3 separate regions of the Hordeum vulgare genome follow, and regions 2 and 3 are each linked to region 1. A link is a contact called in public Hi-C data. All regions are on one chromosome and are shown on one strand. The core of a region is the stretch at or near the end of the contact, and the rest is flanking DNA. Distances in the headings are between cores, read along the strand shown.

Region 1 (4,636 bases), core at 687-3,186:
GGTACTAAGAACTCTGTATATGGTGACTGGTCAAGGCGCCCGGCCCATAATATGGAGGCTATCAGCCTCTGGGTTACATCCTTGTGTATGGTAGCAAATGGCGCCAGGTATGCCCTAGCATACTGAAGAGCCTCATCTCTTTTACCTTGCTTGAGTACCTCAACAAACCGCAATTGGTGAAGCTTAAGCTCGAGACAGGAATCGTTTTGCAGTAGTGCATCATGATTTTTCATTGCCCAGCTCAGAGCTGGCTCAGATTTCTCAGTCCGCAGCGCACCACAAATCTCATACATCTCCTGAAACAGTTGTTTCAGTTTTATAGGTGCTAAACAACTGGCCTCTCCAAGAAAGTTGTCACCTATGTCAAATAATGCCTCACGGTATAGATGGTTTGCAATAATCTCATTCAGTACATGTGGTTCCATGTCGGCATTCTTGTAAGCTTTTGAAATATCATTGATGAAGAATTTCTCGGTGGTCTTGACCCACTTGCCAAGTGCAGTGTTCATTTCTTTCTGGCAGCTCTCAAGTTGCTTCACTGGAACCAACACTTTCAGCGTATTCTTCAGATTAGTAAGAATTTCATGGTTTAGGTTTGATGCAGCATCCCTAGCTGTGACATTTTCTTGGATAGCACTGATAGCCTGCTCAATTTCTTTCTCGATTTGGTTTACCAAATCTATAGTTCTTGAGGATGCAAGTTTCTGCTTTTTAACAACACGACCGAACTCATCCTTCAGTGTATCTATTTCCATTTCTGAGTAATAAGCATGCCCCAGCTTCAGCACCTGTTATACAAAATGGAAGACAATTTGATCAGTCAAAATTTAAAACAGTAGGTGCAAAGAAATGAACCTTAGATTCAAGTACTCCCTCCGAATCATATTAAATTTCGCTGATCAAGTACAATTTTGTACTAGATCAACGACAATTAATATGGATTGGAGGGAGTACCAAAGTTATCACATCATATATTATAAGCAACAATATTCAGATCTGTGGGATAGAGTAATTACGTAGAACATACACTCTTCAAAAGGTAGCGTTGCAGAATTATCATCAATAAGGAATAAACCGACAGATGCGACTCTTCTACTAACAGAGGAGCGTTCAACAGAAAATGAGATGAATGGTTATAAATCGCATCACCGCATCACACACAAACTATCTATCTAACTCTGTACAAACGAAAATACAAAATAAACTATTGGACATATTCCCAACAAAGTGATGTAAACCGAAATCAAATGTGCAGGCTGTACACATAGCACTTAAGCAATACAACCTTGAAAGCACCATACTAAGAGCACTGGGCAAGAAGATAAAACGGGTTGCAGTATCACTCCCACAAATTCTTTACATTTGATTTGGATCCCTACCCAATAATTGCAACTCTAGACAATACCAACGCAGATCCCAAAGATGCCAGGTTGCTAACAACGCCCACCACAGGCGCGCTTCATGAATGGCAGTTCTCATCACAGACTAGGGACACACAAAATTCTATCACTTGGTCCTACGAGACAATATATTCTCTAGAAAACCTCGCCGCAGAACCAACCCATAAACGCCGGCTTAAGCTTCCCTAACTGGTAAAAGAACACTAACCTCTCTTTATTCTTCAAGCAAACGCAATAAGCCTTTGGATCAGAGGAGAAGGATGGGGCGAAATAGAGAGGACCTGCGATGAGGTGGACGGATTTGATCTGAATGCATAGGAAGCGATTGTATGGCGATGTATCCAAATCGAACAGAGAGTGAATATGGAGAGCGGAGAGGACGATTACCGGAATGGGAGAGCAGAGAAAGCCGGTGGCGGTTTTGGGGGGGGGGTCCTGTTCCGGCAAGCGACGAACCCTAGACCACTTTGGCGGCTGGATCTTTTTAATGGGCCAGTTAGGTAAGACTTTGCGAAGAAGAGTCCTCCTTGACGAGGATCAGCTTAATGGGCTCGATACTTGTTAATGCCACTCCTTGACTTGCTGCTTATAGCGAGGCATACAGCTTTTGTTTTAAGCCGGTGGAGCCGGCCTAATAGGGACGTGAGCCATTGCACTAATGTTCTTTGTTTTTATTTATAATTATTTAAATACGTACTGTATACCTAAAATTACCCCCTCAAAAAAATAATTAAATTTATTAAAAAAAATAAAAACCTTAAATTTTAAAAATATTAGTACAGTATAGTAAAATGTTAATGCAATAAAATAATGTGGATAGCTTTAGAAAAAAATTGTGAATACAGAAACATGTTCCTCCATTCGAACATATATATGAAAAATTATGAAAAAAGTTTATTGAATGTGAAAAAATGGTTTGGGTAGTAAACAAATTGTTTTGTTCCATTAAAAAAATGTAAGTAAAATTTTGAATAAATATTCCTGCATTTCAATAAAATGTTTATGCAAAAAGACATCCTCAGAGTTTAAATGATTTATTCATTACCAACTAAATATTCGATGTATATTAAAAAAGAATGCCATGCAATATAAAGTGTGTTCAAACATGTATTAAAAGAAAAAAATTACATCCCATATTTGAAAAGTGTTCAACGTGTCCCCGCCATAAGAAGTGTTCAACGTGGATAAGAAAACGTATACTGGAAAACGTATTTCAGCCATAAAGAAAGAAAATCATACAAAACCAAAGAAACAAAGAAAGAAAGAAAGAAGATCAAAGTATAATAAAAAACAAAAAAACTCAATAAAAGTAAAAATAAAATATAAGAAAGAAAAAAAGAAATGAAGAGAACATGTTAAGAAATAAAATAGCAAAATATAAAAAAATGAGCGAACAATGAACCAGCGAACCAACGAATGCACAAATATACCACATGATACATGTGATAAGTGATTTAAACAATTCGAAAAAAATGAATACACAAATATGGGCTACCTGAGTACTGTTACTACTATAGCGCACAGAATATCCTCGAGGCAAGAGCCGCTTCCTTCTCACGTTGAGCGAGATAAAGGAACCTCCTATCTGCCGCTCGTTGAGGCAGGTTAACGGAGGTTCGCACGTCCGGGCAGCACATATGGGCCAGCCATTTTGGTGGTACTGTAGTGAGCGGTGTAAAAAAACGTGCAGAATAAGCGATCGAACTCGAAACCCCTCGCTATAGGGGAGCTCCTATATCAGAATGTAAATGGACACATTGCTGGGCATTGTGGGACTTCCCCCCACCAGCCACTAGTTGTTATATGGGATTATGTCATAGTCCAGTTAATATTTACATGGTTAATGTGGCGTCCACATATAACCAGTTATCTGAGCCCATGATGTAGCCCTTCCGGTCCAGGCCCTTGCCAGCGTCGCCCGACCGGAGCGTGCGGAGAATGCAGCAAATCGTCATGAGCATAATGGCGTTGGATTGACAAAGATGAGCGAGTGGCGGACGATGGCAATGGTGATGACTACAAGCGTGAAGGTTAGCTGCATGGACAGCAACTGCGACGAGGTGGTCACCGGAAGCAGCGAGGAGTTGTACTTGAACAACGGCTCGTTGACGCCCATCAGCGCGTCGCGTGGTTCACCATCAGGAACACCGTCGACCTGCACTGGCGGCACGACGCCTCCATTAGCGCTGCGTATTGTAAGGCCTAGAGTATGGCTGTGTCATGGTACTTCAAGAAAGGACATCGGGATTTGGTTGTGACGGCTGATGGGTTTCATGGACTTCGATGGATTGGCCACATTTCCATATAAATTAAGTGGTCATCCACATTCGGCCATTTATACTGTTTTTAGTGGATGACGTAAATGGGACAAGTGGTTTTCACCGTCACTTACATCCTGGCTCCTATATGACGCTGCAGGCGTCCATTCGAGCTCCTGGCGTGTGCAGCGCCCCGTGAGGGTCCGACCCATGGAACAGCTTCTTGCGCTCTTTCTGCAGGTCCTGAATAAAAAGTTCATTGATTTTTGAAAAATAAAGTTCATCGATTTTGCAAAAAAGTTCTTTAAGTGGGAAAAATGTTCACACATTAAAAAATAATAAAAACAAATAGAAAAACGTTCATCACATTTGAGAAAGGTTCATCAATTTTTATAAAAAGTTAAGTGATTTTAAAAAACTGTCATCAAATCTGATAAAAAGTTAATTGATTTTCAAATGTGTCCATAAAATTTGAAAACAATCACATAATTTTTAAAATTCATCGAATTTAAAGAAGTTCATTTAATTTTTAAAATTTTCATCAAATTTGAAAAGAATTCATAGATTTTGAAAAAAAAAATCATCGGATTTGAAAAAAGTTCATCGATTTTGAAAGAAAAAAAATCATTGATTTTACTTAAAATTCATCGAATTTCAAGAAAATATCATTGCATTTTTTTAAAATTTGATAAAACTGAAAAAATAATCAAGAATTCGGAAAATTAATCCGCACATTTTAGAATACCAAGAAAAATACAAGAAAACACGAATAAAATGTCCAAAGCTGTAGCAAACCAAAAAAAAGCAGGAAACGAAGAATAAAAATGTGAAAACGAAGAACTTAATCTCAAGTGTTGCGATGGCCTAGTGGTTAGGTCGATCGCTTCGAAGCTTGAGGGCATGGGTCAGTTCCTCAGCGGTACCTTTTTTGAAATTTTAACAGAAAAAAAAATCCACAGTGGGCTTGCGCAAGCGCGG
Region 2 (4,636 bases), core at 909-3,408, 790 kb before region 1:
ATAATAAATAATAATAATTTTTTCTAAGAAACAACATTACTGGTATCGATATTGCCGTTTAAGATGAAGAGAAAAATGAAAATAAAATGATCAAATCTTTTGCACATAATTTACATAGAATTTTTTGCTTTTTCATAATATGCAAAAGTAAGAACATAATAGTTAAATTTCCATTAAAACCGCCCATAAAAAGAAGTGAATGAGTGTCGTTGGTATACCTCGCCATGGGATACCCTGCCCATTCGGCCCGAACAGACCAGGCCCGAAAAAGCCCGACCAGACCTGGTCCGACCTTACCCATGGGCCGGGCCAAGGCCTAACATCTAGGCCCAACAGCCAGGCTGAGCCGAGTTTGGGCCTGACATTTTGGCAATTCATGGAAGGGCCCCGCCCAATGGATTGAGGCCCAACGAAATTTTCCTCTCATAGGCCGGGCTTGGGCCTCAAACTCAGGCCTGACGGACGGACCGGGTCGGGCTTGGTCCTGTTTTTTTGCCATGAGCTTTGTCAAGCCTGACCCGAAGCCCAGCCCGGCCCGAGGTATGGCCACGTATAGTCATTGGCATTGCCCTTATAGAAGAAAGTAAATTTAACAAAAACTAAAATAAATAAAAATAATGAAATTATTTGAAGTAAGAAAAAATTAATGACACTAGTATGACCTCAAGAAGTTAGAAAATAAAAAAAATAATGTAAAGAGTTGCATTGGTTTCACCATTTTAGAAGAAAATAAAGTGAAATAAAATTAAATCAGAAATAAAATAATGAACGTTTTGAAGAAATAATAAATTAGTGGCCTTTGTATTACCCTTTAAAAAGAACAAAAATGTAAAAAAAATCAAAATAACGAAGTTTTCTAAGAAACAATGAGTTAGTGGCCTTGGTATTGCCCCTTTAATAAAAATAAAATACACTAAAAACTAAATAAAAAACAAAACAATGTAATTTCCAAGGAAATTCGAATTAGTGGTATTGGTACTACCTTTTAAGAAGAAGAAATTGTAATAAATAAATAAACCAAATAATAATTTTTGTGGACATAATACTCAAAAAAGTGTTTTGTTCATAAATATTTAAGAATACACAAATAATAATAGATTTTTTTAGGAAGAAAAAAAATCTCCTAATAACTAATGAATTGGTGTTGGTCTTACCATTAAATACGAAGTAATTTAAAGTAATAAATAAACAAAAAATAAATAGTAAATTTTTTTAAGGAACAATTAGTTAGTGTCATTGGTATTAATCTTTAAAAGGAATGTAATGTAAAGTTTAAAACACTTGCACAAAACTTTGCACTAAAATTACAATTTTTGTATTATGCAAACAACAATCATATATACTATAATTTTCGCACATATTGCATAGTATTTATGTTTAAATATTTACACCACCCAACATCCAACAAAATTGTTCAGTTTTTTTAAACCAACTAATAAATAAAACAAAAATTAGAATGAGAAACACATGAAAAACAGAAAACAGAAAGAAAAAAGACAAAGGGAGAGAGGTGTTGTCCACATGCTACAGGTAATGGGCTTCAATAGAGTATCGAATTACTAACCCAAATATGTCGGGAGTAAAAAAAACCAAGGCCAAACCAGGTCATGAAATAGCCTCACCTCAAAAAACAAAAGCTCATGAAATAGCCCAGAAAAAAAAAATCATTGGACACAAATAATCAACTGACCTAAAATTAATTTTGAGTCGTCTTACATATAGCTAAAGTAAACATAAATATTCCTTGTCTAGCAGGGAAGAAATATTTTCCAGTGAACATTGAGTGCATTCGCATGCTTCAAGCTGGTCACTCGAGAAGCTAGCGGTCTGTTCGATGGCACTAGAATAGTACTTTCTCCGTAAACTAATATAAAAACATTTAGATCATTAAAATAGTGATTTAAATGTTTTTATATTAGCTTACGGAGAGAGTATTGTACTATTTCAAATGTGAGAGAAGCACTAGAATACTACTCCTGGCTCCTGGCTCATGAAATGGTAATAATTATTTGCAAAAGACAGGTTCAGGTCATCTTTCAGTCACCGCTGGCTCACATGAGGTTGGAAACAGGACTCCTGGATTCTCAGACCACGGCCCAGGGCTGAGGCCTCTCTTGCTTACAGATTCGTGAAGCTTACCACCATTGTCAAGCAGCAAATATGCAGGAAAAATCTTATTCGACACTCTTTGCGTCAAATAGTTGGACAAACGAACAGGGGTAAAATCAACAGGGCCGGCCCATCTCCCTCTGCAGGCAGTCTCGGTTTTTGCTTTTGTGTGTGTGTGTGTGTGTGTGTGTGTGTGTGTGTTTTGCTGTTTCATTTTTTCCTTTTTCTTATTTTTTCGTTGTTCGTTTTTTCTCCTTCTTTTTTCCTTTTTTTCTATGGTTATTTTTTTTAACTTACTTCATGTTGGAAAATTGTTTTTAAAATTCAGAAAATATTCTCGCTTTTATAAAAATGTATTAAATTTCAAATAATTGCCATTTTTAAAAAACATTCATAACTTCCAAATATGTTTGTGATTGTCAAGAAATGTTTGTGATTTAAAAAAATGATCCTAACATCCAAAAAATTATTGTTTCCGTTTCCATTTTTTACTTCAATTTTGTTCATTTTTTCGTTTTTTGACATTTTCTAAATTTTGTTTTGATTTTCAAAAAATATTCTTGTGTTCAATTTTTTGTTATAATTTATATTTAAATGTTCCTCCTTCGAAAATGTGTTCATATATTCAAAGATATTCGTGTTTCAAAAAATATTTTCCTATTCAAATAACTGCAGGATTTTTCAAAAATGTTCTTTTATTCATAAATTGTTCACAATTTTCAAAATATGTTCTTGCTTTTATAAAAGAATGTTCATTTTTTGTGAAAAATATTTCTCTTTTTCGACATTTGTTCACAAATTGAAAATGTATTTAAATTTACTTCAGCAATTCTAATTTTTTTCAAGATTTTAAAATGGTCGGCAAGTTTATTAAATGTTCTTCATTTTCTAAAAAATGTTTGCCATTTCAGAAAATGTACGACATTTCAAAAAATGTTCCTGTTTTAAAAAATGTACATAAGTTAAAAAATGTTTCCGTTTGAAAACTGTTAACAAATTTCGAAATATGTTCTTTTTCACAAAACAAATGCTGTTATAAAAATGTTTTTGCTTTTTCGAAAAATGTTCTGGATTTTCAATAAATATTCTGGATTTTCAAAAATGTTCTGGATTTTCTAAAATATTTTTCCGAAAAATTTCTTGTTTTTTGAAATTTGTTCTCAAGATTCAAAGAATGTTCGTGTTTTCAAAAATTGTTCAAGTTTATAAATTTGTTCAGTATTTTTTAAAATTGTTCTCATTATTAAAATTTGTTCTTAGGATTCAAAAAATGTTCATGCTTTTAAAAAAATTCTCCATACTTCCAAATTTGTTTGGGGTTTTCATAATTGTGCTCGTTTCAAAGTTTTGTTCTCAAGATTCAAAAAATGTCCGTGCTTTAAAAAATTGTTCCTAGTCCCGAATTTGTTCAGGATTTTTCAAAATTGCTCTTTGTTTTAATATTTGTTCTCAAGATTCAAAAAATGTTCGTGCTTTAAAAGATTGTTCGCGGTCCCAAATTTGTTCAGTATTTTCTAAAATTGTTCTTAGTTTTAAAATTTGTTCTCAAGATTTAAAAATATTTATGCTTTAAAAAATTGTTCACGCTTTCAATTTTCTTAACTGATTTAAAAAACCATTCATGCTTTCAAAAAATGATTGAGAAATTCAATGTTTGTTCATTTTCATAAGAAAAAAGAAAAAAGGAAAAAGCACAAGTCAAAAAAGGGAAAAAAGAAATAAGCACAAAAGGAAAAAAGAAACAGTACAAATAAAATAAAATGAAAGTATATGTTTTTCTAGAAAAAAAGAATCTAGGTCGGCCTAGTCGGACTCCCCCCTATGCGTGGGAGCAACCCCCTACCGCAACGAACGACAAGTAGGAATTATCAATATGGAAAGCATGGTGCCTCCACGTCGCGCTCGCGAGCGGGATAAGCACTCCGGCACCGACTCGATCCGTCCCAGCTCCCAGTCACCCCCTCTCTTCTCTCCTCTCCCCTTTGCCTCCATGGCCACCATCATCGAGCGTTTGTCGCCGTCGCTAGGCATCTCCAGTCTCTCCCCTAGCTTCTGACTAGCCCCCGGGCTCTGGCTCGCCCCCTCGCGTCCTCACCGCCAAGTTAATCGACGCCGGAGCCCGTGAAGCAACACCTATAACTCATCTTCCTCCTTAGCTCTCACTTCCGTCGTCGTCGATTCTTCGTCTCCAACGCTTCCCCGACCTTGCCACCAGCGCCATGAGCAATGCAGCTCCGCTCCACACGATACTCAGGAGTATCCAACTGAAGGAGTGTATCCCTCCGTTGATTCACAAGGCAAGCATCCCTTTTGATCATTCCGATAAAGTCCCATGTTGTCACTCATGTCCTCATTTATTGCATTAGGACACATCATTTCAAATGCTTTTGCTTTGGTAATTGAACCCATTCCGCTACATGACCTCTCATTGTCATAGTAAATAGCTAAACCATGCAACCTAGCATACCTGGCAGTTGCTTGGGCCATGATGTGCCTTACTTGCTATGCTTAGAGTTGTGTCAGACCC
Region 3 (4,636 bases), core at 1,474-3,973, 630 kb after region 1:
AAATTATCAGCGCGGGAAGATAAATTTATACTTTGCCTTTTCAGTTTTTATATGATGAAAAAGAATCACTTCTTCTTATCCCACTTCTTTTTTCATGATTCTTCAGCAAGGAAAGGATGTGATACTGTATAGTGTTTATCAGATCATCGTAGCCCTCTGGCAAAAGCTACCATTCTATCAATTGACCAGAGAGATGTGGTACGTGGCTAGAAGCTTGGCTCTAAATATTGTATGGTTGTCGTGAACTATCTGATTAAAATAGATGCTATTCTTCCTCGTGGTGTTGGGAACATGATAACCATGGGGCAAGCTCAAGGGCGATGTATCCCATGGCCTTACAAGCATGTAAGCTTAGGTTCACTTGCTAAATTTATGATGACTATCATGGTTGATTGCTTAATATTCTTTTGTTTCTATGTATGTAGTTGGAAGTGGACAAGTCGGTGGCAAATGCAACAAGCTAACGAGGTAATATACATCTTTCTCTTGCCTGAATATTTACATTGAGCGCACTTGATGTTCCTTTTAGTTAACTGAGTTAGTATTTTTAGAATACTACAATTTTATTTACTTTGACGTGTTTGGCTACACCCAAAAGCCTTGACATTAATACTACAATTTTATTTACTTTGACGTGTTTGGCTACACCCTGCATCTCTTTTTTTAAAAACAGATCTGTACATTTCTTATGCCTCCAAATGATAACAGCCAGCTAAAAAAGACCCCTGCACCACTTTTTCAGACTCATGAATGGACCGAGGTCACTCATCTAATCCTGAAATGTGCAATTTTTTGTAGGCTCTGATTTGTTCTTCTTATCTTCAACCATTTCTTTTTGGTTATAAATGCAAAATGTTGAAATGGATTGATGTTGTGTTAGTCTGATTTCCCCACATATGTTTTATTTGTAGAATACCAATACAATAGTCTAGAAAGGTGCATGTCTGTTTGTAGAGGGGCGACACTCATTTGTAAGAAAACTACACATCTATTTGTACAGGGGCTGATTAGGACCGCAAATTAAATACTCCAGGTCTGTTTGGACAGGGGTTGCCATTTGCTTCCTTTTAGATGGATCCTGGGCACAACAAAAATATGTCTTGGTGCAGGTGTTGATGCATCTCCTATTCCACTACCACTTGAACCGTTTAGTAGTGGCAGGCCCTGGGCAGTGTTGTTGACACTGCTTGATTTTTTTATCGAATACTACTAAGCTATATTCCTTCTTTTTTCCGGTTAAATCATGAACATACTAACTGTGGAAGGTCCGTTGCAGGTTTCCCAAAGATACACAACAAGTTGGAGGTTTCGAAGATATCGAAGACATTTAATTTTCTGCGCTGGAATGATAATGTAATATGTTTGTTTTTGAACATAGAGACTAACCCTGCTCATTTTGGAACAACCACTTTATGGCCACTTCCCTTTTGTGGGACAAGTTCATTTTGATTATGTGACACATGTAGAAACATATATGTACTCTTTATATATATTTGCTATATGTTTATTGGATGCGGATTAAGATTCCTGTGAGGCATATATGTAAACTCTTATTAAAGTGTATGCATAAATTCTGTGATATGGGCCGATTGCCTAAAATATTGTGAATGAATATTAAATTAGACATTGTGAATTGTTATTAAATTATAGATATAAGATGTCCAAATTGAAATCAATGTGAGGGCATAAAAACTGCGGGGACAACGTGTTTATAGAGGCAGTAATATTGCGTGTAACTGAAACTATGTTGGCCTAACAAACCTGCCGGGAGAACACTAACAGCCGACAGATATGTAGGTCCCGGCAGGAGAACTGCCGGAAGAAGTAATCCCCGGCAGCCATTCGCGTGGCAGTTCTATCTACCGGGAGAACCACTGTCCCGGCAGTAAAACTACCCTTTTAAGAGATTTCTCCAAACAGTTTAATTGTCATCACATGAGTGTTGTGCTGTAGTGAATGGGCGCACCCGCCCCCACCCCCACTGCGCGGGCTGGTCCATCTAGACTTTCTTTCTTTCGTTTTAAACTAGTGCGAACAAGAGGAGAGAGGTGGGTTTCGAACACAAAACCTTCTCGTGCAGTGCTAGCTATATTATCCAACTCGGCCACTCACAACTATGTGATTAGTTATGACCTTTTCATTCTTTAGTCTTCTTCGTTTTCCTTTTTTTCCTTTTATTTTTTGTTTTCATTTAGTATTACTTTTATTTTTTTGAGTTATTCATTTTCACGATGTTTTTTGAAAAGCAACAATTTTTTTTCAAATTTGATGAAATTTCTCAAAACTTATGAGTTTTTTTTCAAACTGTGAACACTTTGCAAAATCAGTGAACTTTTTCCAAAATATATAAACCTTTTTCTAAGTCAGTGAACTTTTTTTGACTTTAACAAAAAAATTCTGAATTGATGAACTTTTTCCAAATCTGTGAGTTTTTTTTTCAAATTCGATGAACTTTTTCTTTCAGATATTTTTTGAGTTTCTGAATATATTTTCCCGTGAAATCAGTTTTGATTTCATAATCTTTTGATGAGAAGTTTGGTTTCCTTTTTGCATTTCTACTTATATTTTCAAATCAACTAGTCAACGGCGACTAGTTAAATTACGCTCAAGTGACGAGGGACCGAGGGCTCTCTTTACATGGACAGCCCAGTGCAGCGGTGCAGTATGGGCCCGTTTCTCCAAGGGCGTTTAAGACACTACCTGGAGTTCCCCTTACCCGAGAAGTCCTATTCAAAAAACCAGGAGCGCGTGCACGATCGCGCCCTTCTGCGTCGGCCCATTCGCGGGCTAGGGCACCCGCTTTTTTCCCAATAATTCAGGATATCAAAAATTTCTAAAACTCCAAAACTTGCGAATTATTTAAAGAATACATGATTCCCAAAATGTTCATGATTTAAAAAATGTGTTCCAGAATTCAAAAAATGTTCATGGTTTCAGAGAATATTCATAAAATTGGAAAAAATCTTCATAAAAATAGAAAATATTCCCGATTTCATAAAACATTCACGATTGAAGGCGAATGTTCACGAATTTGAAAAATATTTTTACGAGATTAAAAGATGCCGACAACTCTGAAAATATTGTGCGTGAATTTAAAAAAATGTTCATGATTAAGAAAATGTTCATGACTTCAAAACAATTTCATGAATTCGAGTTTATTTTCACTATCTAAGATAATGTTAACGAATTTGTAGAAGTGTTCATAGAATTGTAAAAGTATTCGTAATTTCAGAAAATGTTCACAGTTTCAAAAGATGTTCACAAATTTGAAAGATGTTTGCAAATTGAAAAATAAAGAGAAAGAAAGTTAGAAAATAAAAAAATACGGAAAATATAAAACAAAAATAAAAACAGAAGAAGAATAAGATAATGGAAAAAACTTAGAATTCGCTGGACCATACAAACACCCAGTGAGTGTATTGGGTACGCGCCAAGTCGCTCGCAGGCGGGAGCTCCTACCTGCCGCTCGTTACGGCAGGAAGTCCCGAGCCGCAGAGGGGGGGCGCCCCGACTGGGTGAGTCCACGAAGATCGCGAGCGGCAGTGAAGACGCACTGTAGCACAAAAACTAATTTCATATATCTGGATTCAAACCTTCAATCAAAGCTTACACATGACATTCTACTACCAGTTGCCCTAACGGTTGTTACTAATCAATTGAAATCCCACAACCATAAAGAACAAACACGAAGAGGACATCCGAACTATTATTGAAAATTCAAAAAAAAAAGCCGAGTGTTTTGTGGAACGAAACACTTTCCAAATTCGTGACCAAAATTTGGACAACTGAAACATTTCGAAAAAACAGAAACATTTTTTTGAAACAGGATTTTTATTTCAAATTCCAAAATAATATTTGAAGGCACGAACATATTTTGAATTTCTCGAATAAAAGTTTAAATCTTGAACATTATTTCAATTTTGTGAAGAATATTTGAAACCGGAACATTTTTTAAACTCCTAAAAAAAATGAAAACGTCAACATTTTCTAAATTTAGGAACAAATTTTGAAATTCCCATGAAAATTGGGAAAAATCAAACATATTTTGAAGCTTTGAACTTATTATGTAAAATAGCAATTTTTTTAAAATAATCAGAAGAATTTCTGAAAATCCCAAACATTTCTTAGAAATCCAGAACATTTTTTGGAAAAGCAAAAACTTTTTTCGAATTTGAAGAGCAAAATTTTAAATTCTGCACATTTCTCGAAAATCTAAAACATTTTTTAAAAATCCAAAAAATCTTTTGAAAATTCACAATATTTTAAAAAACGTGTTTTTTGTTTTTTCTATCACAAAAGGCACAGTTTTCTTGGTCCGTTTTTTTTAGGATATTTTTTCTTTAAAACCTATCAACATCGGATCTAGTTTGTAAGATCTCAGCGCAAGAAATCCAACGGTAAAAACGGTTCAAGATTTACGCGCGTGATTTAAAGAATAAAACATTTAAAAAATACGAATCTACGGAAAAATGAAAAACTTCGAGATTGCGAAAAGTGGCACGCAAGCAGTGCGCCACTTGTCACAATCTGAAGAGGTAGAAGTGATCTTTGAAAAGAGTACTGATTTCGCCTATCCGCTTGCTCGCATGTTCCATCGATTGACCATGGAGCAGTTTCAGTCGTTAACCGGTGGTCG

Evidence for each region. A called contact is a pair of places that touch in the nucleus more often than the background predicts.
Region 2: a contact with region 1 is called in a Hi-C map of leaf, with 6 times the contacts expected there. The contact joins the enhancer-like site here to the promoter of LOC123403486 in region 1. A contact is called at or near these places in 2 of 6 Hi-C or Micro-C datasets (both in leaf).
Region 3: a contact with region 1 is called in a Hi-C map of seedling, with 4 times the contacts expected there. The contact joins the enhancer-like site here to the promoter of LOC123403486 in region 1. A contact is called at or near these places in 3 of 6 Hi-C or Micro-C datasets (leaf and seedling).

What each region holds. Positions count from the first base shown.
Region 1 is chr6H:425,684,431-425,689,066 of MorexV3_pseudomolecules_assembly, reverse strand. It overlaps LOC123403486 (protein RMD5 homolog), which reads right to left and starts at 1,936. Exons shown (of 2, transcript XM_045097420.1): 1 at 1,788-1,936; 2 at 1-788. The coding sequence starts at 755.
Region 2 is chr6H:426,478,738-426,483,373 of MorexV3_pseudomolecules_assembly, reverse strand. No RefSeq gene overlaps it. Among protein-coding and RNA genes, the nearest start is that of LOC123405561, 36 kb to the right of the region's middle. Within about 2 kb of position 2,158, at least 2 of the 3 cell types and tissues checked have open chromatin away from gene starts, as enhancers often do. A contact at or near this core is called in leaf, where this site is marked.
Region 3 is chr6H:425,055,523-425,060,158 of MorexV3_pseudomolecules_assembly, reverse strand. No RefSeq gene overlaps it. Among protein-coding and RNA genes, the nearest start is that of LOC123402221, 98 kb to the left of the region's middle. Within about 2 kb of position 2,723, at least 3 of the 3 cell types and tissues checked have open chromatin away from gene starts, as enhancers often do. A contact at or near this core is called in leaf and seedling, where this site is marked.